Linked DNA regions of Mus musculus: region 2 is linked to region 1. A link is a contact called in public Hi-C data. All regions are on one chromosome and are shown on one strand. Each heading gives the region's core, a stretch centred on a gene start, on an enhancer-like site or on the middle of the called end of the contact. The rest is flanking DNA. Distances are from core to core; before and after follow the strand shown.

Region 1 (4,682 bases), core at 844-3,343:
AGTTTCAGTCTTTGTTTGCATAAAATAATCAGACAGCATGGAGTATGTAACAAGCTAGAGCTGGTGAAAGGTCATCACACTGACAAGGAATTCTGAAATGTATGGGAGTGCTTATAGTCATACATATACATATATATTTATGTACATATATACCTCTTTTAGTGTGTGTGGTAAAGAGAGAATACACACACACACACACACACACACACACACATATATATATATATATATATATATATATATATATATATATATGTCTGTATAATGTTATTTGTATGTATATATGTATGTGCATATATAATCTTAATTTCCCTTCCTACCTAAGAACAATAGTTATATAAATAATTATATTGTTTTATAACAACAATATGCTTATTTCCTCATTTATAAATATATTACCAATGGTTGTTAATACTTAGACATTTCTCTCAAGCTCTCTTCAGAATTCTATTTATCTTAAAGTATATTATTACTACTCTTTTTGTTACAATTTACTGCAGATACTACCTTAAAATATAGTGTGTGTATCATTTTATGTGCTTTTTTTTATCTTTTCCAAGGAGATACTGTCATAAAGAATTATAAATTATTTTAAAATTATCAATGAAATAGGCTACCTTTAAGAAGTTTAGGAGGGAAATAACTCATTAAAAAGTATTTGTGACCCAACCTGTGCTGCGACAGGAATTGACAGTCACTGACTTTGGGGAGCTTCTATCACAGAAGCATTCTTTTTTCATAAGAAGTGAAAGCATGTATTTTGGGCTCTAGGGAAGATGGGGCTGAGATAATGTGAGTGATGGACTCAAGATTACATTCAGATAAGGAAGACTTTGGACACTGTCCTCTTAGATGGAGGTGGGCATCAGAATGCAGGCTGGGGAGAACAGCCACGTAGAGCAGGTTCACAGAGCACACAGAAGGCCGGGGTGGCCAGCGCAGAGCACTCTAGGCAGGGAGTGGAGGAAATGAGGTCAGAGATTGTGATAAGGAACCTGGTTGGACAGAGCTCTGCAGACCTGTTAAGGAAGATGGATTTAATTCTGAATTAAACAGAAGCCATCTAGAGGTTTTTAAGCAGGAGAATAATGTCTGGTTTATATTTTCAGATGACTCTGTCTTCTGTCATCCTAACACAGTTACTGATGATATCTTTTACTTGTTAGTTTTTTATTTTTCCCCTTCCTTCCCTCCCTCCCATATACTCCTCCCCACTCTCCTTCAAATTGATGGCCTCAGTTTCACTAATTATAGCATATATATATATATATATATATATATATATATATATATATATATATATATACATACACACACACACACATACACACACATATGTGTGTGTGTGTGATGTGTGTGTGTGTGTGTGTGTGTGTGTCTATAGCCGTTGCCTATAGGTCTGTAGTTCTATAGTTCTCAGTCTGCAGGGTTGAGGCCTCATAGGCTTCACCCTTGTCCACTTTGGCCTGCCCATTGGTGTCATCCTTGTCCAACTAACATTTGAGCAGTCAGATTCTTTTAAATTAACTTTTTATTGCTTTTATTTTCATTTAGTTTTTTGTGAATTTCCCATCATGCACCCCAATCCCACTCATCTCCCTGACCCTTTGTATCTGCCCTCTGCCCTTGCAACCTCCCCCCGCCAAATAAATTTTTAAAAAAAAAGCAAAGCAAATCATTAAAAAGTAAATCTTGCTGTGAAAGTTGCAGTGTGTCACAGTGTGTCCCCACAGTATAGCCCTTTGTCCAAACATCTTTACTTGCAAATGTTCGCTGCAATGAGTCATTGGCCTGTTTTGAGATCTCTGGCTTCTGCCACATCATCAACACTGGATCCTCAGTGGGACTCCTCTCAGATAGCCTGTGCTTGCCCTGTGTCGTGGAGGTCCTGCAGCTTTGGATCTGCAGGCCTGGCCCTTTCACTGGCTCCAGCAGTTCATAGAGATGGGGTAGATATTGGGTGAGCCAACTCAGAGCCCTGGATGGAGGCTTGAGTAGTAGCTGAGTTGTCAGCCCATTGTTCCTGCTCTAGCACTGTCCTGATTAGTTCACCCCTTGCTGCAACCAGCAAGGAACAGGGCCAGCTCTCCTGCTCTCATTCCCTTGGGGCTGGGTCACCTCTACCCAGGCCACCAGAGTCAGCTCTGCGGTGCTGCCCAGTCAAGGTGTGGGGCCTGCTGTCTTGAGTGCTGCAGCTGACAAGGGTCTGGACCAGATCTCCCTCTCTTCTAACCCCTCGGCTGGCTCTCCTGCCCGAGGCAGGTGGTGGGTGAGAGAGGAGTCATATTGTTTCTAATCAAGTATTTCCCTCAACTATGCTGCAGTTTCTAGTTCTGTGAGAACTCAAATTCAGAAGTCTTGAGCGTTTTCTCATTTTCTTCCATTTTGATCACGTAATGGTGTTTTATGGCATATAACCCTCTTATAACACTATTTCTGAAGACAATGCATGGTAACTATTTTTTGGATTGGAGACTACTCTGGTCCAGTGCGACTACTTCATTGCAGCCTTACGACAGCTAAGACTTTATGCACATTCTTTTCTAGAGGGTGTGTCCAGGTTCTGAGTGACATGTCTCTCACTTATTTTCAGCTCTTGTTGTTGTTCCCAAAATATTTTCAACTCTTCTCCTCTCCCTCCATGTTTCATCTGAGTGACTTTTTAATAATAATGATGTAAAATACTGGCTAGCCCTTCTTATTGTCTTTGAGTTTTTGAGGTTTATTGTAGCTAAACTAAAAGTGAATCTATTTAAATTATAACTTAGTTATAGTTAGGATGTTGTTTCTTTCTCCTTCTGAGGCCATTTATTATTGTTGTTGTTGTTGTTGTTGTTATTGTTTTTACAATGCTTCTGCCTGAAAAGCAGGTTACAAGATCAATTAGTGTTTTACTTGCAGGAGAAGAGAAGTTAAGTGCGAGAGCCAGCCGAGGCGCTTAGGCTCAAGGCTCAGAATTCTGCTCATGCTTGTGGGGTGTTTACTGTAGCACAGGGCCTGCCTGGCACATAATAAGGGCTCAATAAATATTAGTGCTAGCAGGAATCATTGCATTATTGAAAATCCGTTCTGTTAACTCATTTTATCCTCAGACTGCCAACATTATTAAATATTTGATTTATAATGGATGTTACTGTGGGACAAAGAAGATAGTTCAGTCTGTAAATTGCCTGCCATGACAGTGAATATGAGTATTGTTAGTTGATATAGTGCTTAGCTTTAGCTCCCAGAGAATCCAACTGGCTACACTTACAATCCTGGTAATATAGTCTGTTACCTCTGCTTTCCTGTAGAAGCCTTGAGAGTTATAGTTTTCCACCAAAGGGGAAAATCGAGGAGAGAGAAACAGGTAAAATACTTCTTGATGTAGCTCTTAAAGAGCTAGCAAAGCAGAGAAGGGGTTGCAGGACATTCAGCGCAGCAGCCTGGCAATAGAGCAGACTCTGTAGACATAGATTTGTGTAAAGTAGGATGGTCCTACTACAGCTGAGTGGCCGCTCTGAGCATGAGTCCTGCCATTGCTTGTCAGGGAGACAGCCACAGTAAGCAGGTCTGTTAGCACACCAAACTAAAGCTTTAAAGGGCTAACAAACAGCTGCCAGAATTGCTGCATCACAGGTCAGAAGTTGGCACTGCAGGGCAAATTAAGAGATAACTGAGTCAGAGAAATGAGGCCAGAGTAAGAATGAGTGAAATAACATCAGAGAAGAAACTCAGCAGAACTTAGAGGCTTGTTCATTGGGCACGAAGAGCGAGAGAGAATAGTGAGGAGCCGTGGCGTACCAAGTGTTGGACATGTGTTGGTCTTTGCTGAAAGTATTTACACCTGCCAACCCATTCATTTGGTGGCTTTAGTAATTTGGTGGGCAGGGGTTATTGGTACTCCTGTCATGGGGCATGGGAGGGGGGAAGCAAAAACAGACTCAGAATATGCATTATAGTTTGTGCGTTTGTGGAAATGCTTTGGTTGAGATGAATAAGGGGACGAGAGAAGAAGCAGCCAGTGAGCTGCTTACTAGAACATTCCAGGCTGGTTTCTATAGTACACTTCTGCTAGCCTCCACCCTACCTTGTAATTTCCAGTTTCTACTTGGGAAAGACAAGAACATTGTAGAAAGTAGCCACTGCTGGTAATGGAAGACCTCCACAGAGCCTGTCGTAACTAATGCCTCAGCTTACATTTCTGATATTTTTACTGCATTTGTTGAAGAACTCATGAGTTTTCTTTGTAGGGGTAGCTGGTTGGATTTGATCTTGTTTTATTTTGCAACTGGGCACACAGAATTCCTTTGTCAATCACGAGTCTCTCCTTTCCACAGTACTTCGAGTATTCTGCTCAGCGTGAAATCCGGCACAACATCCAGAAGGAGCTGTGTCTTCATGCTACTCAGGGTGTCGTCCAGCTGAAGGCATGTGTCTATAAAGGTCACAGGACCATCGCCCCTGGAGAACAGATATGGGAGATTCGGAAGGTGATTGGCTCATTCATTGGTTCATTCGTCCATTCTCAAGCTAACTTTGAAGAGCTCTAATTGCTTTACTATGCTATATATCAGCACTTCTTCACCTTTAACAACTCCACTATTACACATGTCTTCCCATGTAATAAGAGAATATATCTAGGGATTAAGTATTAATTAGTTGGGAACAACTAGTGATAAAGTTACGCTTGGCTTCTGTAG
Region 2 (4,682 bases), core at 981-3,480, 83 kb before region 1:
CCCATCACTTAATGCAATGCGCCACACTTACAGTCTTCTCACCCTGTCAGTGAACACACTCACTGTTCTAAAGGCTAGAATGTGGGCATCCCTAGGAAAGAGAGTTACACTGCTTCTCACATGGTTCGAATCACCTCAGGCCTACAGCCCAGAAGTCACTGAACCTCACTAGCTGGGCTGTGTGAGGATTGCTGGGGTCCTTACTTTTGACTTCTTAGATCACGCTCATTCTTCAGGACATTCACCAGGCTGTAGGACAGTCTGGTGACTTTAAGTCAGCTAAATCTGGATTCTCAACACATCGGAACTGTGAGAACATGGACCCTCTGAGCCTCCATATCCATTTCTCTTGTCTGGAACCATCTAGGAGTAGTTCAACTGAAGAAGCCATTTTCAGAATAACACTAATGAGAGAAAGTTTGGTGAAAAGCAGGACTGGACTGTGAATCAGGTCTCTGCTGACCCCCAGGGGGCATCCTACTGCTGGGGTGGCCTTTCAAAGTCAAAGGAAACAGGTCTTTATCCCTGAGGAAGCCAACCCAGTAGAGAGAGCTAGGTTAAAGTGAGTGAGTGAGGCACTTGCCTAAGGGCTATTTAGGCCCACTCAAAATTCTGAAGCCAAAATCAGGGCTGGATTCATATATTATTGTGGGAAAATATAAAATAGTGAAAAAATAACAATGTACAAGATATTAAAACCTGTAAATAAACCCGAGATTGGTGTTAGGTGGAGATATATTCAAATCTGGCAGAAAAAGAAAAACTGTGGGATGAATCTTCCTTCCTAGAAGGATACGCTTATGTCATCTAGCCATTTACTCTCCGAGGAAGATGGAGCGCTTGCAGACTCTTGCAGCACATAGGCTAATTGTTTCAGGTGCTACTGGGGATGCCTGCTCAGCCCAACAGGGACCTGACCTCTCCATTCCCTTTTCCTGACAGCCTGAGCAAATGAGTGGTCCAGGTCACTGACTCAGACCTGAAGCTACCATTAATATTGCTGATGGAACCCTGCTTTGATCTATGCCTCACTGGCTCTGGGTAGGGTTTCTAAGCAAATAGTCCAAAGAGAAGCATCATTCTTTCCCCTGACCTTTTAATTCCCAAACTGCCATCTTATGGTGGTGATCACAATCAAGTTGCTGGACAGATGTGAATCCTTTTATTGCTGTAAACATGAAAATCGGTCAAGTATGAGTTCAGTGCATGCGTGCGCGTGCTCGCGCACGCACACACATGCACGCACCCCATATTCTAGAACATCAGAATGAAAAAAAACTGTAAAGTCTCCCTTTTCATTCAAAGATGAGAGAGGGGGGAGTGCATTCTCATATTAGGGAATATGGGTGATTTTCAAAAGTGGGAGAGCCTTACAATGCAGGGCAGAGGGGACTCTGGAGAAAGACGATCACCTAAGGCAAGGTCTGTCGGGAGTTGGTGGTGGGTTGAACGCTTCACATCATCTCTCTGAAAGGTTTCTTGCTTACTGCTGCAGATCACTGTGACTGCTACGAAGATAGGGCTGCATCAGATAAGCTGAGGCATAAAAGGGAGGGAACCTGTCATGAGCAGGAGCAGATGCAATTAGTGCACAGGAAACTCAAGAGTGAGCTGTTATACCAGTCACTGAAATGCAGGCAACTATAGTTTTGTCATGACTCATATTCAATAGTAGCTATTGGATGAGATTTTTAGTATATAATTTGTTCGGGGGGGGGGGGAGCCTGTTTTCTGGACCACTGGGGATGTTTTTATTTGAATTGTAAGTATAGATTAACAGAAGGAAAGGGGAGGCACTTGGTTATCTTCACCGAACCTCTTTGGAAGCGAAGACGGTGTGTTTCTCGACTTGACAGATGACAGTTCCCCGGCTGTTTTCTTTCTGTAGATTGCACCATCCGAGCTAATCTGAGCTAATGCGAACTGCACACTGATTCCCATGAGGGAAGAAGCTATAGACTCTCCGGGTGCTTTACTGTTTATAGAACACATTTCCACAACAGATAGGACGCTTACCCTACCTTTCAGATCCATTAACAGAATGTTTGCTCAAAAGTGGTAGTGCAAATGCTTAGTCATCACACGGCTGTGTTTGTTTGGTGTTTTGTTTTTTCTTATTTCCCTTGACTTTTTTTTCTTTGTGGTTGAACTTCCCTTGGGTAAGTAGTGTGGTGTTAAATCCACATAATTTAATTTCCCTCTGATTACCTCTTAAAGTTAGCACTCACTTCCTTTTCCTTGTGACAGTCACTTCTTCCCAGTCAGAAACCACTCCCCTGTGCTGTGTTCTGGTTGATGTTATAATATCTGCAATGGCGCACAGTGTATATAAGTCATTGAGTCCCGGCTGTATGAGTCATTGTGCCTTAGATGCTATGTCACAGTGATGAGCTTCAACCAGGCTGAGCTTCTGAACAACCCAATTTACCCCTTTTATTATAGTGTGCTCCATGGTTGCATATCTAGATGGCTAGGGGGAGGTTCCAATTTAGAGTTGCTCGCTGGAAATACCAACGACTCATTTTCTTCCCCTGAGTTAAGACAATGTAGATGAACCTCCCGAACCACCTGATAACCAGAGTGATCTTGGCTGTGCCTCCCAGCCAGCTTAAAACAAACAAACAAACAAAAGTAGTGATTCCCACTCAAGTTTCACAGGCTGTTTTGAAGAAACTTTTGTTCCCATACATCAACAGGAAAGAAATATTTTTAACCCCCTGGAAAGGACTTCTTTTCCTTGAGTGTTGAAGGGAAGTTGTAGATGAGTTAAGCATGCATGTATGCTGTGAAATGTGATGGATTGCCAAGGAATGTGACCCAGAGGAACCTGTAGCAAGTGTAACAACTACATATTTTTAAATGTTTACATATTAGCTACATAAAATAGGCTTCTTTGTAACTTTTCTTGTTCTGTTTTATTTTGATAAAAGTCTACATGTTTTTGAAATTTAATTTAATTTAATTTAATTTAATTTTTTTACTTATTCACTTTACAACCCATTCACTGCCCCCTCCTGGTCACCCCCTCCCACTATCCTTCCCCCATCCCTCCCCTCCTTCTCTTCTGAGTAGGTAGAGGCACCCTGGGTATTCCCCCCACTGCAAGGCTAGGTGCTTCCTCTTTTACTTTGGCCAGACAAGATAGTCCAGCTAGTAGAACATATCCCATGTACAGGTAACAGCTTTTGGGATAGCCCTGACTCCAGTTGTTCAGGACCCACATGAAGGTCAAGCTACACATCAGCCACATATGAGAGGTGAGGCCTAGGTCCAGCACCTGTATGTTCTTTGGTTGGTGGTTCAAACTCTGAGAATCCCACTAGTCCAGGTTAGTTGACTCTGTTGGTCTTCCTGTGGAGTTCCTATCCCCTTTAGGGCTTGCAATCCTTCCTCCTATTCTTCCATAAGAGTCCCCAAGCTCCAACCACTGTTGCTGCGGGTGTCTGTATCTGTCTGAGTCATTTGCTGGGTAGAGCCACTCAGAGGACAACATGCTCCTGTCTGCAAGCATAACAGAGTGTCATTAATAGTGTTAGGGATTGGTGCTTCCCCATGGGATGGGTCTCAAGTTGGTTGATCATTCCTTCAGTCTCTGCTCCCTCCCCTGTGCCTGTATTACTTGTAAACAGGATAAATTTTGGGTTGAAAGTTTTGTGGGTGGGTTGGTGTCTCTATCACTCCACTGGGGTTCCTGTCTGGCTACAGAAGGTGGCCTCTTCAGGTTCCATATCCCCACTGTAGGTTGTCATAGCTAAGGTCACCTCCATTGATTCTTCAGTACCTCCCTTATCCCAGGTCTCTGTCTCATCCTGAAGATGGCCCCATCTCCTTATCCCCATCTGTTGCAGATTTCCATTCATTTTCATGGCCATCTGGCCATCTTTCCTGTACTTTCCCACACCTGATCCTGACCCTCCCATTCCCCTCCTTATCCCCTCTTCCATCCAGTTTCCTCCCTCCATCTACCTCTTATGACTATTTTATTCCCCCTCCTAACTGAGATTCAAGCATCCTCACTTGGGCCTTCCTGCTTGTTTAGCTTTTTTGGGTCTGTGAAGTGTAACATGGTATCTGTATTTTATTGGTAATATCCACTTACCAGTGAGCACATACCATGCATGTCTGTTGGGACTGGGTTACCTCACTCCGGATAATATTCTCAACTTCCCATATGCAAGTAACATAATTTGATCATATTTGTTTTTAATATCATGTTTTGATTATTGTACCAAGTCCAAAAGCACCTTTCCAATGAGTACTCTTAAATCAAATTTTAATTATATTAAATTTGAATTTACATTACATTTATTGTTTATGTGTCTAGCAGGACAAAGTTTGAATATTTGTGTTGGTGCTTGTATCACTGAACAGAAAAATATCTTGTATTTCAGAAGTATCAAGCCTGGATCATTCTATCACTTTTACCTTACAAATTCTTCTAATTATTTTCTGAATTTTTCTCATCAGAAATGCTTATCACTTGGTGCCACATCCAGTCTCTTCACCCAGTCAGATCTCCTACATCTTTCTCCAGGGTCTAGCCTGGCAACTTTCCCTGAGAATCCCCATCTATGCACCCTTTCCAAACCACCAGCAGATGTATAGTACCCCAGAATGATCTGTCCACCCTGCTTGTAAAGCAACAGGTCTCTCAATTTCTGTCGGGACCCTTTCTACCTATC

What was found. Hi-C and Micro-C count contacts between places; a contact is called where the count stands out from the background.
Region 2: a contact with region 1 is called in a Hi-C map of the N1E-115 cell line, with 4 times the contacts expected there. The contact joins two enhancer-like sites. A contact is called at or near these places in 5 of 39 promoter capture datasets (the 3T3-L1 cell line, 3T3-L1-derived adipocytes, cranial neural crest and 2 more), 7 of 484 Hi-C or Micro-C datasets (CD8 T cells, the N1E-115 cell line, cortical neurons and 3 more) and 1 of 9 other capture datasets (pancreatic islet).

The regions. Positions count from the first base shown.
Region 1 is chr2:66,085,027-66,089,708 of GRCm38.p6, reverse strand. Galnt3 (polypeptide N-acetylgalactosaminyltransferase 3) reads left to right here. Exons shown (of 11, transcript NM_015736.2): 10 at 4,320-4,472. Among named protein-coding and RNA genes, the nearest start is that of Galnt3, 37 kb to the left of the region's middle. Within about 2 kb of position 2,093, at least 2 of the 459 cell types and tissues checked have an H3K27ac peak or open chromatin away from gene starts, as enhancers often do. A contact at or near this core is called in the N1E-115 cell line, where this site is marked.
Region 2 is chr2:66,168,144-66,172,825 of GRCm38.p6, reverse strand. No RefSeq gene overlaps it. Among named protein-coding and RNA genes, the nearest start is that of Galnt3, 46 kb to the right of the region's middle. Within about 2 kb of position 2,230, at least 13 of the 459 cell types and tissues checked have an H3K27ac peak or open chromatin away from gene starts, as enhancers often do. A contact at or near this core is called in the N1E-115 cell line, where this site is marked.